Regions from separate parts of the Ovis aries genome. Here region 1 is linked to region 2. The links are chromatin contacts, called in public Hi-C maps. All regions are on one chromosome and are shown on one strand. Each heading gives the region's core, a stretch centred on a gene start, on an enhancer-like site or on the middle of the called end of the contact. The rest is flanking DNA. Distances are from core to core; before and after follow the strand shown.

What was found. A called contact is a pair of places that touch in the nucleus more often than the background predicts.
Region 1: a contact with region 2 is called in a Hi-C map of tail adipose tissue, with 7 times the contacts expected there. The contact joins two enhancer-like sites. A contact is called at or near these places in 2 of 16 Hi-C or Micro-C datasets (skin fibroblasts and tail adipose tissue).

Annotation. Positions count from the first base shown.
Region 1 is chr13:44,162,919-44,168,327 of ARS-UI_Ramb_v3.0, forward strand. No RefSeq gene overlaps it. Among named protein-coding and RNA genes, the nearest start is that of KLF6, 17 kb to the right of the region's middle. Within about 2 kb of position 3,248, at least 18 of the 54 cell types and tissues checked have an H3K27ac peak or open chromatin away from gene starts, as enhancers often do. A contact at or near this core is called in tail adipose tissue, where this site is marked.
Region 2 is chr13:43,587,538-43,593,242 of ARS-UI_Ramb_v3.0, forward strand. The region is part of intron 1 of LOC105611101 (a long non-coding RNA gene); the gene reads left to right. Among named protein-coding and RNA genes, the nearest start is that of AKR1E2, 100 kb to the left of the region's middle. Within about 2 kb of position 2,499, at least 13 of the 54 cell types and tissues checked have an H3K27ac peak or open chromatin away from gene starts, as enhancers often do. A contact at or near this core is called in tail adipose tissue, where this site is marked.

The DNA.
Region 1 (5,409 bases), core at 1,998-4,497, 580 kb after region 2:
ACGTATCTACAGGCTGTTTCAGTGAGACTAGAGAGCCTTGGTCCTGGCGGCCCAAGAAGCATGTCATTCAGAAAACAGAAGAGCAGATGAGGGATTTCATGCACACACACATAACGCACACACACACACACAGGTGCAGACGCATGCACACACTGTAGACTGGTCCTCACAGCCCATCTCATTCCCCTAATTCACATCACTGGGTAAATCTGACTTCCTCAACTTCACGTATGAAAATGAAAATGTTCTAAGATGTCTCTTTTGCTTTGAAGTGTTTAAAAACAATTCTGCATGGAAGATCGTGTTCTCAGGCTCTCACATTTCTTTTTTTCCTTTTGGAGGTGGCATGTCACCACGTAAATTTGGACAAAGATGTGGATGAACCCTTGGCCATGACAGAGCCTGCCGTTTGGGAGCAAGGCCGTGCCAAAATAGACGGCAAAGGAAAATGAAACCCTGAGTGAACAATACAGGCCCCAAAATAGCAGCAGGGTTGACAACCATAGCAGCAGGAACCGCTGCTCATTGCCTGCCAACAGCTCTGATCCTGGCCTCTTGCCCTGGGAGAGGAGGAGGGGGCCGGGGGACGTGGGGCCCACCAGCAAGCCAGCTGACAGCACTCTGTTCTGAACCTCAAATGTGAAACACTGTTAACAGACCTGGGGTAGAACCATCCTTGTGAGAAGCTTTCCAAGGAGAATGAATACGCTAACTTCCCCAGGGTTGCTGGGAGCTAGAAGGAGACAGCCTCTATCCAGAGGACCAGGAGATGCCCTGAGACAGGTCAGAGCGTCCCCAGGCCATAAGGGAGGGAACTGAGACCAAGGCAAGACTGGCACACAGTCCCACAGCTGGAAGCTCTGTCTAGAAACCACGCATCTATGGTGGGCTGGGAGCCAGGGAAAAAGACATCCCTGACCCTCATCTGTAACTGAAGATGCTGTGCAAATGAAACCATAGTTGTCAAAGAAACATTCTAGCATCTCATGGGGGCACAGGGCACAGCAAACGCACAGAAGAGCCATCACACCACAGATGGGGGACGATGTGGTCAGGAGGAGGCAGGATGCTTCCAGGAGGGAAGAGAAGCCTGAGTAAAGCCAGGGCCTTAGGGGAGAAGGTTCATGGCGGAAATAAGCCAAGGGAGAGGAGGCGGGCTTGCAGGTCTTTACCACATCCTGAGCTGGAAAGTAGAGTGGTGAGAAGCCAGTAAGGAAACCCACAGGGACTGGGGACTGGGAAGCTTGCAGCTAGATCCCCAGGTAAGGGAAAGCCTAGAGGAATGATTCTGAGACCGACAAATGGGGAGTGAGAGACCAGGTGGATTCTGTCCTCCCAGGTAGGAGGATCCACATCCCCATGACACTGCCCACAGGGGACAGGCTGGAGACCATCGATGACCCAACTGTTGCTTTAACATGAGCGGAAGCAGGAAATTACAGCCCCAGTTCTTGCACAACCCACAAGCTCTTGATAAGCAGAAGCAACTGAGGAGCGGACTTTGTATTTCCTAGGTTCTGCCCAGGACCCAGAGATCCAAATTACTTCTAAACTCAAGGGGTGGACCACATCACTCCTGAATAGATGAAAACCCTGAATGAGCCCACTTGAGGCCTTCCACACAGTGTCTGATCAGAACCAGAACCAGGACCCGTGGCCCATAAACACTCTGTGGACCCAACTCCTGAGGGTGACACACTTTCCCATAGTTCACCCTCTCCCCAGGAATACCAGGCTTCCAAGGAAAAAGTATTAAGACATTTTCAGCAGCATCTTAAACAGTGTGCATGTGGCCAAGTCCCACATGGAGCACAGAGGGAATAAGGAGCGTGCACGGACCAGAGATAAGTGGGGTCCATGCAGGAGGCACCAGGCTGGCGGTTACAGCCGAGTCCGACCCAGCTGTGTGCAAGCATTGCTCACACACAAGCCACCCTGGGTTATCAGTGACAGGAAAGCAGGGTCTTGCCCATTTTACTCATTTTTTACAACCGAGAACAAATATTGACTTAGCACTTATAGAATACCTCCCACCAGATTAGAGGTCAGTGTAGAATTCTAGTGAATGAAAATAAGATGTTAATTATTATAGCTTCATGGTGTCTTTAGAAGGAAACTCAGGATGAATTTTTAGCCTACAATCGAGAGAGCCATGTCGTCAGGAACGAATTCTCTTGGAGGGGATTGAAAGAGAAATGGTGAGTCCAGATTATTCCCTCACAGGCAATGGGATTCTTAACTGGGGCACAGCCATGACTGGGGGTTGGTCTGAGGCTCCCTCTGATAAGATGCTAGGTCACCCTCACTCAAGGGGGTGGACACCTATGGCTTGGCCAGGTGATTTCCTGCAGATAAACCCAGCAGGTCCTTGACGTGGGTCTCCGTGTTGAGAATCTGAGCCAAATCACGTCAGCGTCCAAGACAGCCCGGGGCAGGATTTCAGAAGCATGAGGACTAGGGGCCTCTGTTCCCCTCCCATCCTCACCTTTGCCCTCAGAGCCCCAGACAATGTCGTCTACCTGATCTGACTCGGGGCCAGGTCTGGACTCCTCCAGCTGCCGAGTTACAGCAATTTTCACAAGTGGTAGCACCAAGGCATGAGCCATCCTGCCCTGGAGGTAGCATGGTGATGAATTACAGACAAATCACCTTAATGAGCCCCGGGGGTGGGAGTGGGGAATCTCAGGGCGGGGGGAGGGGAGCATGTTCTAAACTCAGCAAGCATCAGACACCCATATGTGAAGAAAGCCAGCTCGATTTCCTGATTCCAGGAAAAGAGCCATTTTTGCTGGAAGGAGACTCTGAATACTGTACACTTCAACACTGCTGTTTTGTAGAAGTGGAAAAGCAAATCCAAGCTCAAATGGCCACTTGGTAGCCAAGCCAGGCAAAAGCTTGGTTCCCTGGTGTCCAGTCCCTCTGCCACGCAGCTGGAGCACAACTCTCAGTCTTCGGAAGCCACTGTGCATTCATGTTAGGGCTTTGGTGACAGGAGTGAATTATGATTTCCCTGGGCAAAACTGCAGCTCCACTTAGGCTGCTGGGCAAACACTGTCCCTTCTGTTAGGGAAGGTTCGGATAAAGATAAATAATAAACAAGGCAACAGCTGCTGCCAAAACCACTCGCCGGAACTTTCTTTCTTGGTAATAGAGCAATGAGTGTGTTTTCCCTAAGAACTTGTTTCTGGCAACGTGTACAAACAAAGCCACACACACGGTGACAAACTGTGCTGCTTACAGTTTTGCTAATGACACTCTTGTTATTGAAACAGGAAGTGACTCAGCCACGACCAATCATATATTTTATTCCGTTGTGTTGGCTCACTTGAAAAAAAAAAAAAAAAAACCTATCGCAAGGCAACAGTGTTTGTTTTCCAAATAATACACTTTCTTTGAGGAAAAAAATGTATCAGAGACCACTTTGAGATTTTAATGAATATTTTCTAGGAAATTAGGGGAGAGTTCCTCAATAGATATATCATCATCAAATTATTGCAAAATAAGCTTCACAAGTATCATACAGAATCAAGTGAGTATTTTTTAATGAAAGGAAATGTATGCTTAATATTTTTAAGGATATGGAATCTGGTATTTGCCATTCAGTTGTAAAACCTTTTACACCTCTGAATAGTAAATGACTGCTACTAACTGCAAACTTAAAAATGGTTATGGACACCCTTGGAGACATTGGAAGGTACTGCATTTTTAGCTTTTACTAACTTCACTATGACCAGGGTTGAACTGAATTTTGCCTTTGTCCAATACAGCTTTGCATCTACACAGGGAAAATGAATAATATAAAAAATATGTTTCAAAGTATAAGACATTTAAACAAATTGCCACATAAATGACTAAATCTGATTGCCTATTAAATACTGAGTGTGTGTGTGTGATAGTTCATGGGGGTGTTCAAGAACCATGCCTTTTCTACTAAAATGTGCTTCAAATGAGGAATAAAGGATTAAACAAATTTTGATCTTTAGTTGCTCACGAAGTCCCCCACCCAGCCCTTAAGTGATTCAAATAGAAAAGCTTCACTGACAATGGAGTTAGACGCCTGACATTTCTTGTCAATCACTGACTTTTATAGTAAGCCACACTTCCACCTGTGCACTATGTATTTTCTATAAACTCCTTCCACTTCGAGGTTTCCCTGGTGGCTCAGACAGTAGAGTATCTGCTGCAGTGCAGGAGACCCACTTTCCATCCCTGGGTCCGGAAGATCCTCTGAAGAAGGGAATGACAACCCACTCCAGGATTCTTGCCTGGAGAATCTCATGGACAGAGGAGCCTGGTGGGTTACAGTCAATGAGGTCACAAAGAGTCGGACTCACACTTTCACTTTCTCCCACCTTGGGATTGTGAGGGGAGACTGGATGGCTCGGCGGGGGACCTTCAGTCCCACTGTGGGCCTCCTACTGCTCAGGAGACAGAGGGTTGGCTGGAGACCTGGCCTGGGTCACAAGCAGACCCAGAACCAGGGCACACAGGCCCTACTCATCCATTCTATCAAGCCTTGCCCTCTCCCCTCATGGGAGAATCAGGACTGCCCTGGTTCAGTTCTCTATAGCATGCTCAAGCGTTCAAAAGACATAGGCCCTCTCTCTCTCATTTTTTTTTTTTCTTTTCCCTCCTTAAATCTCAGAATGAATAGTTTCCATCTGTAATTGTTGGTTTTATATTTTTAAATAGTGAACCAAAAAACTTAATGTCTCATTATCTCTGAAATGATTCGTGCATTCGCTACACACAACTCTGCTGATAATGGCCCAAGACTGTCACTTCGTCTGCTCAAAGAAAGTTCTTTTTTTAATTTTTCTTGACTGGTCTGTGGATTGCCAGATATCTGCTGTTTCCACACTCTGCACAGATCTAATTTAAGTGGTATTTAAAAAAAAAAAAAAAAAGATACCCTAGACATTATCCTGGATTGGCAGTTTCAGAAACACATGCGGTTTCAAGCCATCATTGCAGATCTGAAGCAAATTATTTCTGTAAATGTGTGAAAAATTGACTTTTCTCAAGAATGGCTCGTGAAGTACACAAGCCAAGACCTATTCAGGAAAACCACAGCTCCTGACATTCCCTCTCCATGATTTTCCTGGAGACGAGAAGTCCTGAATAAATTCAGTTTTTCTAAAATGACAGATTTTGTCAATTTGCTTTTTAGAGTCCTGTGTTTTCTTGGGCTCTGTCATGTAATATTTTACCTTAAAGCATTAAGAAAACATCTCTCTGCTCTGACATCTATAAGGGATCCTGGGCTCAGGAGAGCGACATGATTTCTCACCCCAGAAGTTCAAGGCTTTGCGGTTGTACGCTCACTGCACAAAGAAACAGTCACACCGTAAGGTTTTCTCGCTACCATGACAACATGTGATTTCCAAGTATCAATTTTTCTGCCAGGCA
Region 2 (5,705 bases), core at 1,249-3,748:
GGACTCTGCCAATGTTCTAGCCTCTGCCTGAAATGCCAGTCATGGCAACAAAGTGGTGTTTTTCTCCATAACTTTTATGTACGCTAAGAAAAACCTTATTCTGAGTGTTACTGACTTAGGGACACAAGCCTTTGAGAATTTGCAGGTCTACAGGGAGGCTGGGAGTGTAGTTAGTCCCAGGGTTACACCTCAGAGTACCTGCCTTGTGCTCTTGGGGCCTACTGAAGTGTTGTAAGGCCTTCCCATAAACACTGAGCCAATTAATTTAATCAAATTAACTTAATTCAGTTAACATCAGATTCTGTGAGAGAATTTGTTAAATATTCTTGTGGATTAAAAAAGATCTTCTCATTCAAGACATGTTACTGGAAATCAGATATCCATGTGCAAAAAGTAAACAGCATTAGGAAATAAATCTTACTTTATGTGGCACTGCATGTAAAAAAGCAAAACTTTAAAAATGTAGAAGAAAAATATGCAAGTCTCTTTATGTCCAGAAGGGAAAAAACAATTACTTAAACCAACTGTAAAGGAAAAAAAAATGAATGCAGTCAATTTATCAATAAACAAAAATTAGTATATTAAATGGGCTTCCCTTGTGGCTCAGATGGTAAAGAACCCATCTGCCAATGCAGGAGATGGAAGAGATTCGGGTTCAATCCCTGGGTCAGGAAGATCCCCTGGAGAAGGAAATGGCAACCCACTCCAGTATTCTTGCCTGGGAAGTCCCATATGGATAGAGGAGCCTGACAGGCTACAGTCCACAGGGTCACAAAGAGTCGGACACGACCGAGCAACTGAACAACAACAGCAATATATTAAATATTTGATTAAAAGTCCCCAAATAACAAGCCACAAATGGGAAGAATCAATAGATTGACAGTGCATGTAATCTCTAAATAAAACTAGCAGTCAAACTACTTGAAGTTCTCTAACACAGTTCTTAGAAAAAGAACGGGAAAGGGGGGAAAAAGTGAAGAATAAGAAGAGCAATTCACGGAAGAATTTTTATCAGTCAATAAAGTGATGCAGAAGTGTTAAAATAGTGAAAAAAGTGGAAATAAACTGAGTGTTGATTAGCAGAATAGATGAATATAGTTTTGTATTTGTAAACTATATTATTTCCTGAATTTTTGTGTTGCTGAAATTGTTTATTAAAATAGTCTTTCCTGGTCGCCACGAAATTTTTTCATCTTGTTTTATGTCCCTGGATATGTTCTAGTGTTTTTGAGTTTATAGTCTATGGGAACTTGAATAGAATTTGTATCCTACTGTGTTTGAAAATTATATAAATCTCGATTATGTTGAATTGGTTCATAGTGCTTTTCAGGTCTACTATATCCTTCTCCTTTTCTGTATATTCATTCTAATAATTTTTGAGAGTTTGATATAGAAACTTCAACTAAAAATCTTAATTTATCTACTTAAAAAATAATTGTAGTAGAATTGAGTGGAACTATTTGTAACCTTGTTCTGTATTTTCCAAGTCTCCTGTAAATGTGTTATCATACTTTCATAATTTGAAAAATAAATAAAATATAAAGAAGCTAGTCTTTGTCCTTCTTCCAACAACTTATAAACAGAGCCGCTAAAAGGGTCTGGTGCTAGCCACTTAGGTTAAAATGTATGTGCCAATGGAGAGAAGTGGATTTAGTATCTTTGTTTACAATTTCTAGGGAATATGATTTTAAGAACAAAAGAACTGAACTAAACGAACTGAATTTATACAAAAGAAAATGTGTGCTTTTGATCAACAGCCTGATGCCCCTGAAATCTTAGGTATTTTCTGCCCAAGGAGGAGAGATCTAAATGGAAAGTTGCTTTCTAATCATGCATTTGTGTTTGACTGAACTCTAATCTCAGGGAAGAGTGGTGAGTTCATGGAATATTAAGATCTGAAGAAAGGTAATTTCCAGGACAAAAATATGAGCCAGAAGGAAGGGACCAGATGATATTAATGTACCTGTTTGGAAGACAGGCAAGGTGGCCAAGTTTAAGGGCTGTGAGGAAGGTGATTAGGGAAAAAAGTCCAGACCACTGAGTGCCGAAGGGAAAAAAAAAAAAAAATCCGGTCACCATCTTCCAAAAATACGGATCTGATCTTACTCGCCTTCAACAGCTTTGCCCAGTTGCTTATATTTTTGGTTTCATACTCTTTCCAGAGCAAGTTTGGTAAGACTGAAAAGCTATTACTGTGATTCCAAAGCTTTGGCATAGATCATCTGTATGACTCTGCCCCTTGCCTCCTCTCTGGATATTTCTTGTGCTGTTCTAGCAGTCACTGAATATAGTGGGCAAAAAGATGATGTTGCTAATGGCTCTGAGATTCCATCTAAATTTAAAATAGCTCCTTGCAATTAACTCATAGGTAAATCTTTTTAATACCTTAAAATTCATAGAGGAGGTTCCAGTCCTGGATCCTGTGTATGACTCAGTATTGTGCAGAGCCTAAAACCTCAGGGTGGGACCCAGGACATGCCAGACCAGTGACGACAGATGGAATTTCCTCATCTTTTAATTACTGCTTGTGAAGCAGATCAGTGGCCAAGGGGAACTGCATGTGATTTCACAATGCCGTCGTGTCCTCGGGCTACCATCATGGCTGTACAGAATTTCAGGTGGTGGTAGTGATATTGCTGAGATTGCTTTTCAAGATTATTTTATTAAATTTATCTAGTCATTAGATTAAATAACATTGACTTCACGAAATGATTATTTGGTGCCATTTAGCAATAGGCTGTGTTGCACTGAAATGTTTTTATATTACAGGCAAAACAATGTAAAAATGGGACATCTTATCAATCTATGAACTTGTATTGAGTGAGATACAATCTTAACACTTTACAAAATTCAGGAGCAAAATCTATCGAATCTGTTTGAAAACATATATGAATGTTTAAGCAAGATGTGAGTTTATTTCTCCACTATGTAGCTGCAATTTCTTTTTCATTTTCTTTATTTAATTTTTATTAATGAAGAACCCTTCACTTTAAATTTTAACTCCACGTTTTTACATAGTTCCTAAGAGAAAATTAGTAAATAAAAACTGATGAGAGCAATAGGTGTTTTTCTCCCCCAGCAACCTCCGATACATGGAGGATAGTCAGCGTCCCTTATGTCACAAAAACTGAGCTGAGAGCTTCATGCTTTACTGACTTGAGAGATCCTCAGTCTGTCAAGCCCCATAGACTGCTTTGTTTCCTAATTTGCATCATTATGGAAACAGAAGACTGTAGGATGAAAGTTTGGAGGATAGATTCTGGCTGTATAAGGTAGTGAAAGCTGGCTGACTATGGAGAGCAGTATGGAGTTTCTCTGAAAACTAAAAATAGAACTTTCATATGACCTGGTGATTCTACTCCTGCTGTGGCTGCTGCTGCTGCTAAGTCGCTTCAGTCATGTTCAACTCTGTGCGACCCCATAGACGGCAGCCCGCCAGGCTCCCCCATCCCTAGGATTCTCCAGGCAAGATCACTGGAGTGGGTTGCCATTTCCTTCTTTTAGAGACCCCATGGACTGCAGCCTACCAGGCTCCTCCATCCATGGGATTTTCCAGGCAAGAGTGGGGTGCCATTGCCTTTTCCATCCACCCCTGAGTATATATCAAAACGAACAACCAAAACTGCCAACTTGAAAAGATACATGCACCCTAATGTTCATTGCAAAACTATTTACCACAGCAAAGACGTGGAATCAACCAAAGAGCCCATCAACAGAGGAACGGATAAAGAAGGTGTGGTACATACACACAATGGCATATACTACTCAGCCATAAAAGAAGGAAGTAATACCATGTGCATCAGCACGGATGGACCCAGAGATTGTCAGACTATTGCTGGGGTCCTAAAGGACTGGAACCCAGTGGTCCGGAGTTGACCAATGAGAAAGTAAAGGAGAGGGAAAGAGGCTGATATTCCTTGGTTTACGCAGAAAGCCAATAAAGCCCCTGGCATGGGGCTTGCTCTGTTCACAGAGGCCTCAGGCGCCCTCTTGATGGGGTGAAGGCACAGAGCGCCTTCTCGAGAGGGTCTTAGAAGCCCGGGCAGGAAAGTGAACTCAGAGAGGCTCTGCGCTCCAAGGGATCAGCCTGAAAAAGAGAGAGTGGGAGAGAGAGACAAAGAGACAAAGAAAGTAAGACACGGTGACCAAAGCTCTGATGGAGCAGAGGTGTTTAACTCAACGTTGTGCAGGTGTTTATACTGCCTTACAAGATAGCTATTTTCAGCAGAGATATTACCATATGGTTCATAAAAAGGAAGAGGGTACTTATCACATTATCACCAGATAGAAAAACTAATGAAGGAAATGCCTGGATTCCTCAGCCCTCGGGAGAGGCTTGCCTCTCCTCTTAATTCCTTATATTCAGGAATTAATAAGGAACAGAGAATTCTTGACAGATCCAAAACAGCACATAGGAAGCCTCCTGTTAAATGCTTCCTGACACTAAGTCAAGTAAGTCAGATAGAGAAAGACAAATATATGATATCACTTACCTGTGGAATCGAAAAAAAAATGGTTTAAATGAGCTTATATACAAATCAGAAATAAACTCACAGACATGGAAACCAAACTTAGGGTAACCAAAAAGGAAGAGAGAGGAGGGATAAATTAGATGTTTGGAATGGACAGATACATACTACTATGTATAAAAGAGATAACCTGCAAGGACCTACTGCAGAGCACAGGGAACTATATTCAATATCTTGTAGTAAACTAAAATGGAAAAGAATCTGAAAAAGAAATATTTGTATAACTGAATCATTTTGCTGTTCACATGAAATTAACATGAAAATTATACTGCGATTAAAGGAAGAAAAAAACCCCTCTCTGTCTAGAGGAGGCAGGTAAGCAAGGGAATATACAGCAGAGGTGCACATCCCAGTGGCCTGGACGATGTCAGACAGTCAAGATGCTGGGTTTAGGGAACACTAGCGACTTCACTTTCAATTTCACTTTCATGTGTTGGAGAAGGAAATGGCAACCCACTCCAGTGTTCTTGCCTGGAGAATCCCAGGGACGGGGGAGCCTAGTGGGCTGCCGTCTATGGGGTCACACAGAGTCGGACACGACTGAAGCGACTTAGCAGCAGCAGCAGCAGCAATCATGCCCAAGTTTTGCTCAGGTGGAAATACCTTCTTGCTCATAAACAAGCCCCCCCCTTCCTGAGGAAGGAGGAGGTCCTGGGAAATCAGAGAGGGGAAAATAAAATGAAAACGTAAGCTGAAATGGAGCTTTTGGATGGCGTAGTATATTGAGAACATGAGAAAGCAGAAGAGAATGGTGATCCAGGGAGCTGCTTACCCACGAAATGAATATTTATTGAGCAGGTTAATAGTCCCCTGTCTATTGAGGCAGAATCCGGATTAGTCATACACTTCAGGTGACAGCCTTGCCAAAATACCCTCTAGATTAGCCAAGGGGGTGCACAGCCTTGCAAAGCAAATTCAAATATTACAGCGAACATCTTTCCAGAATGCACTGTCTTTCCCCTGACAAACCTTCTGCCTTCTGTTTTCACCTAGAGCATTATGCTTGAGATGGAAAGCGACAGTGTGTGTGCAGCCCTATTACTTTCACGTCAGGGGACTGATTACAGTGACAGACAGGTTTATAATGTGTCATGCTTCCCAACATAAAAGTCACATTTCTCCTAAAATCATTTAATATTTCATTCCTAGAATACTCAGTGATGTCAACAATCTGAG